2 separate regions of the Sus scrofa genome follow, and region 2 is linked to region 1. The links are chromatin contacts, called in public Hi-C maps. All regions are on one chromosome and are shown on one strand. Each heading gives the region's core, a stretch centred on a gene start, on an enhancer-like site or on the middle of the called end of the contact. The rest is flanking DNA. Distances are from core to core; before and after follow the strand shown. Region 1 overlaps SLCO3A1 (solute carrier organic anion transporter family member 3A1). Region 2 overlaps SV2B (synaptic vesicle glycoprotein 2B).

Region 1 (4,384 bases), core at 1,553-4,052:
CTACCCAGGAGGTAACACCTATGCAGGGAACTGTTTGTTGATTCTGTCCTGATGTTGTGCGGACATCCTGGGACAGTTTCATTCATGCTTACTAAAGCAACTTCTGTGTCTGATTTCCATGCCATTTGGGTGCCCTCTGAGTTTCCAAGCACCTCCTCACGAATTGCCACGTGTGTTCTTCACACCAGTCTTGGGAGGCGTATACCTGCTAGGGCTGCTGCTATAGAACATCCCAGACCGGGTGGCTTAAACAACAGACGTTTATTTCTCACTGTTCTGGATGCTGAAAGCCTGAGATCAATGTGTCATCGGGGTTGGTCTCTCCTGAAGCCTCTGTCCTTGGCTTGCAGACGGCTGCCTTCTCCCTGTGCTTCACAGGCATTTTCTCTCCCCATGTCTGATGTCTCCTCTTCTTATAAGGACACCAGTCCTGGTGGATTAGAGTCCATCCTAAGGGCTCCATTCTGACTTAATCACCTCCTTAGAGGCCACATGCCGAGGTCCTTTGTGGGGCAGGATGGAAGTGATAGGACCTACACAAATGGATGGAGGTGGGGCACAGTTCATCCCCCAGCAGGAGGTAAGCAAGGCAGGTGCTTGCTCCATTTGACAGCTGGAGATGCCAAGGCTGAGGGAGGGTGAGTGCCTTGAGCACAGCCTCCTTCTGTAGTGGCTCTGCACCCAAGCTGACTCTGGAGGACTCCAGGCCGGGCCATCTCTCCACTGCCCCCTGCTGGAGGCAAAGGGCAGGAACAACAGGAAGCCAGGAACCCTGCTGCCCTTCGAGCTCAGAGGATCTCTAGAGAGAACTTCTGGGAAGACCCTACTTAGCTTGCAAACAGGATGTGGGCCCTTCAGGAAGAAGCAGTCTCTTGTTTATTAGAGTGGGTTTCCTGCTTGTGTGGCTCGTGGCTTCCTGGCCCTTGCTCTGCCCGCAGCCTTTTCTCATTTCATCAGCCAGTGTGGTCTCAGCATGCTTGGACCCACAGCTTTCCCGGGGCTTTCACGGGGGATGAGGAAGGGCAGGCCGATCTCACTTGCTTTGAAGAGAGCCAGCCAGCTCCAGCCCTGCTCCTCGGTACCTGCCGCAAAGAAAGCGATGTGCTGGTAGTTCCAGCTGTGACACTTCAGCCCCACGGGGCTCTGTATGAGGAGTCATGGCCTGGCTCCTCCTGATAGTGGGCGTCACATCCAGAGGCCCAGCAGCTGGCCAGACAAAGAGACATGTGCCCTCACCCTGGCGAGGCCCTGCTGGGCAGGAGGGTGGGGAGAGAAGCTTCTCTTAGCTGGACTGAGAAACAAGACCAGCAACAACTGTAGCTTTGACCAATTACTGACTCTTGCCGAGCATTCTAAGAATCCTGGCCTTGTAGATGCTTTCATTAGATACATGGTTCTCCAGGGTGCCAGGGCTCCCCGCCTCTCCTGGGACTGGGTGGTCATCAGTTCATGGTTCAACAGACAAACATGGAGTCCCTTGTCCAGGCAAAGGACTGCATCCCCCTCTATGGAAAATAGGATTTTTTTTTTCCTTAAAAAAAAAAAAATCTCTGCCTTCCATGAGTCTACAGTTATTACAGCACGCCTACTCCATGAAACTTTATTTTTGCATCCAGGAAGACAGTAAGCAGAACTATAGGAAAAGTCTCAGACTAGGTACCATGGCAGAAGAGAGAAGAAGGAAGAAGAAAGAAAATCTCGGAAGGCTCCTTGGAGGAGGTGGTATTCAAGGCAGGCTTTAAGTGGAGGGGAGAGCTTTGATGCACTGACCAGGGCCTGGAGGAAAGCGAGAAGCTGGGTTGAAAACCAGCAGGGAAGCCTGGAACACAGGCAGCACCGAGGTCGGGTATGCCAGGCAGGGTTCTGGAGCGGAGCGCACAGTTGTGGTGGCATGCAGGGCTGCTTTGGCTGGCTGCACAAGAGCAACTTGGGTTCTGCCACTATGCACGGTGACCAGGTCTGGCCACATGCCTCCACCTCGCAGAGCTGACATCAGATGGCTCTGACATCCTTCCCTTTTCCCACATGCCTAGATGCATTTTGGGTCCCAGCTGATTCCTTGGGCAAGGTCAGCAAGGGCAGGGCCAGTGCTTCTCAACTTGGCTGCACATAGAATCACCTGGAGAGCCTGGAAAAAAAATCCCCAGGCCTGGGCTGCACCCCAGACCCCCTACATCAGCTCTCAGGGGGCAGGGCCTGGGGGTTAGTATTAAGTTTCCCAGGTGATTCTAAAATGCACCCAACTTTGAGACCCAGTAACATAGCTGACCTTGGAGGCAACATGTATGATACTGGTGGGAGGGGCCCGTAAGCTCTGGCAGCCTTAGCAACATGAGTGTTTTATTTAGTTTTGTTTATAAACTTTGCCATGGGGACAATGCTATTACACCAATTGCGTGCACTGTCTGGCCCATTATCTGTGTTCAGCAAATGGTCACCCCTTCATCCTCTCCCCTCCGCCTCCCCCTCCCCCTCCTAGCTAAGCAAGGGCAGTTATGTAATGCTGTCAGGCTGTTGGCAGAGGCCACCGGATAAATAGGTATCGCATGTTTTGCAGGCTGCCTGCTGTTTATGCATCATGTTTTATTCATGTACGTATGATGCAGAATGTTCCTTCTTAGAGGAGAAATTTCAGCCTGCAGATTTCGAGATGGAAGAATACATTTAGATAAATTGAGGGCACGGAAGGCAAGTGAGAGAAGAGAAAAGCAATTCTCTGACTGAGGGCTTGGTGGGCAGTTGGACAAGGAAGTTCTGCAAACCTGAGCTCTCTCTCTCTTCTGAGCCGGCGCTGCCCTCTAGTGGGGAAGAGCCACAGTCGACCCCAGCTTCCTGCTTGCTGCCGACTTGAGGAGACCCTCCAGGGTCTAAATTGCTCTGAGACCAGCTAAGGAAGCAGGCACATGCCTGGGAAGACCAGCCCTGCAGGCCTCCTGTCTTGGACTCATCATCCCAAAGACACAAAGAAAATTCTAGAAAGCATGTATAGTCTAGGTACCAGAAGCTTTGCACGCACTACCTCTAAGTCTCACTGTCCTGCAAGGCGGATATTCTTGTTCCCAGACATGTCTGGCTGTTTCCAAAGGCTTCACCATGAGATCCTGTCTGATTTTTTTTTTTTTTTTTTTTTTTTTTTTGGTCTTTTAAGGGCCACACCCGTGACATATGAAGGTTCCCAGGCTAGGGGTCCAATTGGAGTTGTAGCCTCCAGCCTACACCACAGCCACAGCAACATAAGATCTGAGCCACATCTGTGACCTACACCACAGCCCACGGGAATGCCGGATCCGTAACCCACTGAGTGAGGCCAGTGATCGAACCTGCATCCTCATGGATACTAGTCAGGTTCATTTCCACTGAGCCATGATGGGAACTCCCATCCTTTTTCTTATACTTACCAGATATATGATAATTATTTTGGGGGTGTCCATAGCTCTGAAACTAAATGTCAAGTCTAAATACAACTTTCAAAGAATGGTCAACATTATTTCACCTTATGAGGTATAACTGTATCAGAATTTTTAAATTTAATCAAGATCCTTCAATATCTTATCCCCAAATGCTTTATTTATCTAAATAATTTTGGGACTCTTCTTTTCATTAAAGCCTTCAGAGCTACATTTGTGATATCACAATAAAACTATCATTACTTTCTAGAATCACCGGCTTTATTTTTTTTAAGGGCTGAACCCATAGCACACGGAGGTTCCCAAGCCAGGGTGTCAAACTGGAGGTGGAGCTGCCGGCTTACATCACAGCTCAAGGCAACGCCGGATCCTTAACTCACTGAGCGAGGCCAGGGATCGAACCCACACCCTCATGGATACTAGTCGAGTTTATTAACCACCGAGCCACAACAGAAACTCCCTGTCTGTTCTTTCTCTGAGAACCTAGGTGGTCCTGGAGGCCTGAGTTCAAATCCACTTCTACTGTGTATAAGCTGTGTGGACTTGGGGCAATTGACTAGCCTCTCTGAGCTGCTGTTTCCTCATCTGCAAAAAGAGCTTATAATAACATGTATCTTACTTATCAAGCGATCGTGAGAGCCTTCGTTTGACCTCAATTATATCCAAAAGGAAAAAAAAAAAACTTGGAAGTGATTGTCTCGGGACAATAGGATAATAGGAAGTTATCACCCGTTTTGAATGCATTACTTTTTTATTGAAGTACAGTTAGCTTACAATATTGTGTTAGTTTTAGGTGTATGGAATAGTGGCTCTTTTTTTTTTGTAGATGATATTCCATTATAGATTATTAAAAGGTGTAAGGTATAATTCCCTGTGCTATATGGTGAATCCTTGTTGCTTGTCTGTTTAATGTACACTAATAATGAAATATCTGATTGCATTACTTTTACAATCAGACAAAAACAAAGGATTAATTA
Region 2 (4,880 bases), core at 738-3,237, 700 kb before region 1:
GTGTTCAGTGGCCTCTGGTACCCTCGTTGTAGCCTAGAATAAAGTGCAGTGGACAACATGAGGGCTTTGAGGGAGAATTGGGAAATGTAGCCACAGTTTTTCAAAGTGTAAATTTAGCAGTGAACCATGATCCGTATTTGCTGGAATAGTCAGGTCCCATGAAAAATCTACACTCAGTGTCTTGGTTCAGGGTTTTCAAAGCAGATGTCACTGTCAAGGGAGTGAGGGAGTGTAGTGGATGTCACATATGTTTTCCTGCAGTGCTCCAAGAGAACGCTTTCCTGAGATCCAGTTTGGAACAAGAATGAGGGTGGCTGTGGGGGTGGGGTGAGAAGCCTGGAAAATACTGCTTCGGCAAAGATCAGTAATAGACTGAAGTCTTGACTTCATAGAGAAGAATTATGTTTAACTCAGCAGAACTGTCCTGCATGGAAGGAAGGAGAACCTGTAAGCTCCTGCCACTAGAGGGGAACTTGCTGAGACCAGGTGGACACTGGTCTGCAAGAACTAGTTCTTTGAATTGATTTGTGATGCTCTCAAGTCTGCAACATGCCACTCTTTGCCTCCCAGAAACTCAACAATTTAAAGAAAAAATGATGGCTGAACTGAGTGTATTTTCAGTTTTGGAGAAACATTTAGGTCCTGTGATAGCTTCAGGCCTCTTTTGGTTATTCTCTGGAGTAGAAGATAGGAGGAAAGAGTAAATTCAAAGACACCTTTCTATTCTGGATTCGAGATCAACTTTTTGTTTTAACTTTTTATAGCCACACTTGTGGCGTTTGGACGTTCCCAGGCTGGGGGTTGACTCAGAGTTGCAGCTGCCGGCCTATGACTCAGCCACAGCAACACTGGATCAGAGCCCCACCTGTGACCTACACCACAGCTCACAGCAATGCCAGATTCTTAACCCACTGAGTGAGGCCAGGGATTGAACCTGTATCCTCACAGAGACAGTGTTGGGTCCTTGACCGGCTGAGCCACAACGGGAAATCCGAGATCAGTTTTAATGGTTAAAATGTTTTCTCTGTTTCTCATGTCCCCCACCTCTTTATTCATCACTTTTCTTTCAGTGCAGGGAAGGAAGTCCCAACTCTGACTTGACATCCCTAGTCCCCCAACTATAGAAATGTATCATCGTGTATTAGCGTTTCTCTCAATGTTTTACAGGAATTACTGAACATCAATGCTGTGTCATTAGTGAGAGGACCAATGTAATATAGCTGTTATATACTTTCTTGTGATATGAATACACTGTCGAGGTTCATAAACGAGAATTGTGTAAGCCGGGATTACCCTTCCCATGTAACATTGTTTTTCAATGGGGTAATAGGGTTCAATGAGCAGTTACTGCTTAAACATTTACCAGGCAGTGGGAGTCTGCATTTCTAGTTAAGATAGAGCTTGTAAATCTAAAACATGAGTAATTTTTGAGTGTTGGGGTGGCTGAAACAATTTGGGGGTAAATCTATTTGATTCCCAAGCTATAACTCTGCATTATCTTTATGGCTCCTCACACCAACCACCTGACCAACCAAGGGCAGTGCCCATCTCATCCATCACTTCGACCTTTGTAAAGGTACAGCCATGCTCTGCAGCCTTTCCCCATGAAGGATTGTCTGGCACTGGGACCTGGTCACTTCTTAAATGCTATCACTCCTGAGGAGATAGATACGTCTTTAAAAATAGTCTCTGTGGCAGGTCATTGGGGATAATGTACCGTATTCCTGGCAGCGCTCTGCTTTTTCATTTCATCTGTTACTCTGAGAAACTCCAGATGGCATCCGTGGAGAGTTAAAGGGATGAGGTGCTTCCTCATTGAGCAAATCTGTTTGCAGTTTATGCTGTATTTTTGTGATGCCCAGTTTGGGAGTGGTTGCTCTTCATGGTCTCAACTGTATTGTGTCATCTCTTGATGCTGATTTTTGATCTTTTGTTTTACTGGAAATAAATAGGAAAGGGGTGTGCCTGTTTGTGACATTTATAGCTCATGACACCAAGGTCATGTAATAAATAACCCCATTCCCAGGGTTCTCTGGCACCTTGTAGTGGTTCATTAAAAATAATAATAAATAAAAATAAATGTAAGCAAACCTTTAAGAACTGAGACTAGAGATTATTTCCAGATGCTCAGGTCTCTTCTAGAGTCCTAGATTGACTGGATCAGCTGGGAGGAATGCTAAGTTTCTTTCAACTTTCTTATTTTTCATATGAGGACCTTGAGAGGCTAAATGATGTGACCGAGGTGGCATGTAGTACTAGGCGTGGGTTACAAGTCCTACAGAAATGCTCTCCCTCTAAATCTGGAGTAATTTCTCAGTCACTGCTATGCTACTGCACGACCTCTATAGTCTTTGAAGAATGGGAAAATGTGACTAACACTTACCTATGACCATTCATTGAAAGCTCATTTGATCGCTTTGTTTGAATAAGTGCAAAGATCAGAACAGACATGAAAAGATTAGTATGTATTCATCCATTCAGTCTGTCATTCATTGGTGTATTCGTCAAATCCTTACAGACTCTCTACTGCTTGCCAGTCTCCGTGCTCAGTTCTGGGGACACAGTGGTGAAAAACTGGTCCAGTTCCTGCTTCCTGACTTGTTCTTCTTACATCAAGTGGGCAAGATGGATATTAAGTTGGCAAAACAAAAAAAACAAAACAAAACAAAAAAAACAAAACAAAACAAAACCAAAAACAAAAATTAAATCCAAAATGTAATGATCTCATAATTGGTAAAATGCACCTTTTGTGTGTAGGAGAATTCTTCTTACCAGTCAAGTGTGGATTTCTGAATGTGGTTGCCCTGTCCACCTTCTCTTTTCCTCAAGGAATGTGCCAATTTCTTATCTTGCCATGTAAGGGAAAAGACATACTTGCTCATTTTCTGCAGAACTTAGTTTTTACTCAGTTGACTTTGCAAGAAAGTTTTAGATGGAAGAAGGGATGGGGACCAGGAATTCAAGGAAGACATTTGTTTGTGGCACGAATATCCCAGCAGTCCTGGGAAAGGTGTTTCCACCTCCACATTTAGCTTTTCTAGGAGGCATCTGAGCTCACACTCACCCAATATTTACAATTTGGGATTAATTAGGATTAGGTTGGGTGGTGTATAACTGAAAATACAAACAAGCAGTTTTAGAATATGTCTAGAATAAATAAAATTTCTTTCTCTCTCATATGAAGGGCATCTGGAGGAAAGAAAACCATAGCTCGTATGGCTGCTTTGTGATCTGATTATTGAGAACAGACTACTGCCTGTAGTCTTCTCAATTTTTGGTGTCCTTTCCATCATCAAGGCTGCCTCATGGACTGAGATGGCTGTTGGAGCACCAGCCACAATTCAGCAGGAAGCAGAAGGAAGGGCAAGAGGCAAAGATGCTGCACCTCCCAGCTCAGCCAGCCTCCTGGATGCCCCTTCTTGTTGCTTCCATGTGCATATCACTGATCTCCCTTTGTTGCAGGGGTGCTGGGAAATGCCACATTTACCTGGCAACATTGCCACCCCTCTTCCAAAGTGAGGACCTTGACGCTAAGGGAGAAATCGAGAAAGGAGAAGTGGACCATGCTTCTTAAACCTTAACATGTGTCAGAAGCACTTGGAAATATGTTACAACTCACTCACACTGCTGTGCTCCACCCTTTCTAGGGTAGGATCTGAGAATTTGCCTTTTTTGGTTTTTTTTGTGCTTTTTAGGCTGCACCTGTGGCATATGGAGGTTCCCAGGCTAGGGGTCTAATCAGAGCTACAGCTGCCAGCCTATACCACTGCCATAGCAACACCAGACCCCAGCTGCATCTGTGACCTACACCACAGCTCATGGCAACACCGGATTCTTAACCCACTGAGCAAGGCCAGGGAATGAACTGGAAACCACATGGTTGCTAGTCAGATTCATTTCTGCTGCACCACGATGGAAACTCCCCTGAGAATTTGCATTTTTAACAATGCTCCCAGGTGGTGTGGATGGTGGCAGTCCTTGGATCATATTTTGAGCAGCACCAACAAATTGCTGGTTTGATTTGTTGGAGAACTCTTGCCCTGATAATTTAAAACTGGCTCAATCAGAAAGAAACTCACACTGGAGTTCCTATTGTGGCGCAGTGGAGACGGATCTGACTAGGAACTGTGGGCTAGTGGGTTCGATCCGTGGCCCTGCTCAGTGGGTTGAGAATCTGGAATTGCTGTGAGGTGTGGGTCAGGATGCGGCTTGGATGTGGCATTGCTGTGACTATAGTGTAGGCTGACAGCTGTAGCTCCGATAGGACCCCTAGCCTGGGAACCTCCATGTTCTGTGGTGCGACCCTAAAAAGACTAAAAGACTAAAAGAAAAAAAAAAAAAAAAGAAACTCACACAAATTAGCAGCTCATGAAAAGTGATCACTGCCTTCCTAAAGTTCAGAGACAATCATCTGGGGGCAATCCATCAATTACTAAAGATATGAAGATACTACTGATAGTCAACTTGAACTCAGCATGGAAACTTCTATTATAAAAGGTGAAAAGATTTCTCCTTTAGATAAAAGAAAGGCAGAGTGTGAAAAATTCCTCCGCTTAGACCTCGCTCAACATGCATTTACAGAATGGCTATATGTGTCCCGTGATGGAGAAGGTCCCTACCTCTAAGTGAATATCCCACCCCCACCATTCAAAGTTTAGGCTTTTGTGGTTAGCTGAGTCATGTACTCACATGGCCCTAAGAACAGTGCAGAAATAAATCACATGGAGGCTTTGATTTTGAGGCAAGCTTAAAGCACATTTTATATAATTTGCAGAAGCATGGTGGGGAGATTTATATGCATGGCTTTAGTGGCAGCACTGAGGTTTCCAAAAAGATTAATGATAAATGAAATAAACTAGAGCTCTCCACAAAGGTAAATG

The links. Hi-C and Micro-C count contacts between places; a contact is called where the count stands out from the background.
Region 2: a Hi-C map of omental adipose tissue shows a contact between it and region 1, with 3 times the contacts expected there. The contact joins two enhancer-like sites. A contact is called at or near these places in 22 of 47 Hi-C or Micro-C datasets (adipocytes, alveolar macrophages, brain and 15 more) and 2 of 2 datasets of contacts at active chromatin or transcription factors (alveolar macrophages and skeletal muscle).

The regions. Positions count from the first base shown.
Region 1 is chr7:86,866,984-86,871,367 of Sscrofa11.1, reverse strand. All of the region lies in intron 2 of SLCO3A1 (solute carrier organic anion transporter family member 3A1), which reads left to right. Among named protein-coding and RNA genes, the nearest start is that of SLCO3A1, 230 kb to the left of the region's middle. Within about 2 kb of position 2,802, at least 18 of the 83 cell types and tissues checked have an H3K27ac peak or open chromatin away from gene starts, as enhancers often do.
Region 2 is chr7:87,566,843-87,571,722 of Sscrofa11.1, reverse strand. SV2B (synaptic vesicle glycoprotein 2B) reads left to right here. Exons shown (of 13, transcript XM_001926765.7): 13 at 1-4,880. Among named protein-coding and RNA genes, the nearest start is that of SV2B, 200 kb to the left of the region's middle. Within about 2 kb of position 1,987, at least 2 of the 83 cell types and tissues checked have an H3K27ac peak or open chromatin away from gene starts, as enhancers often do.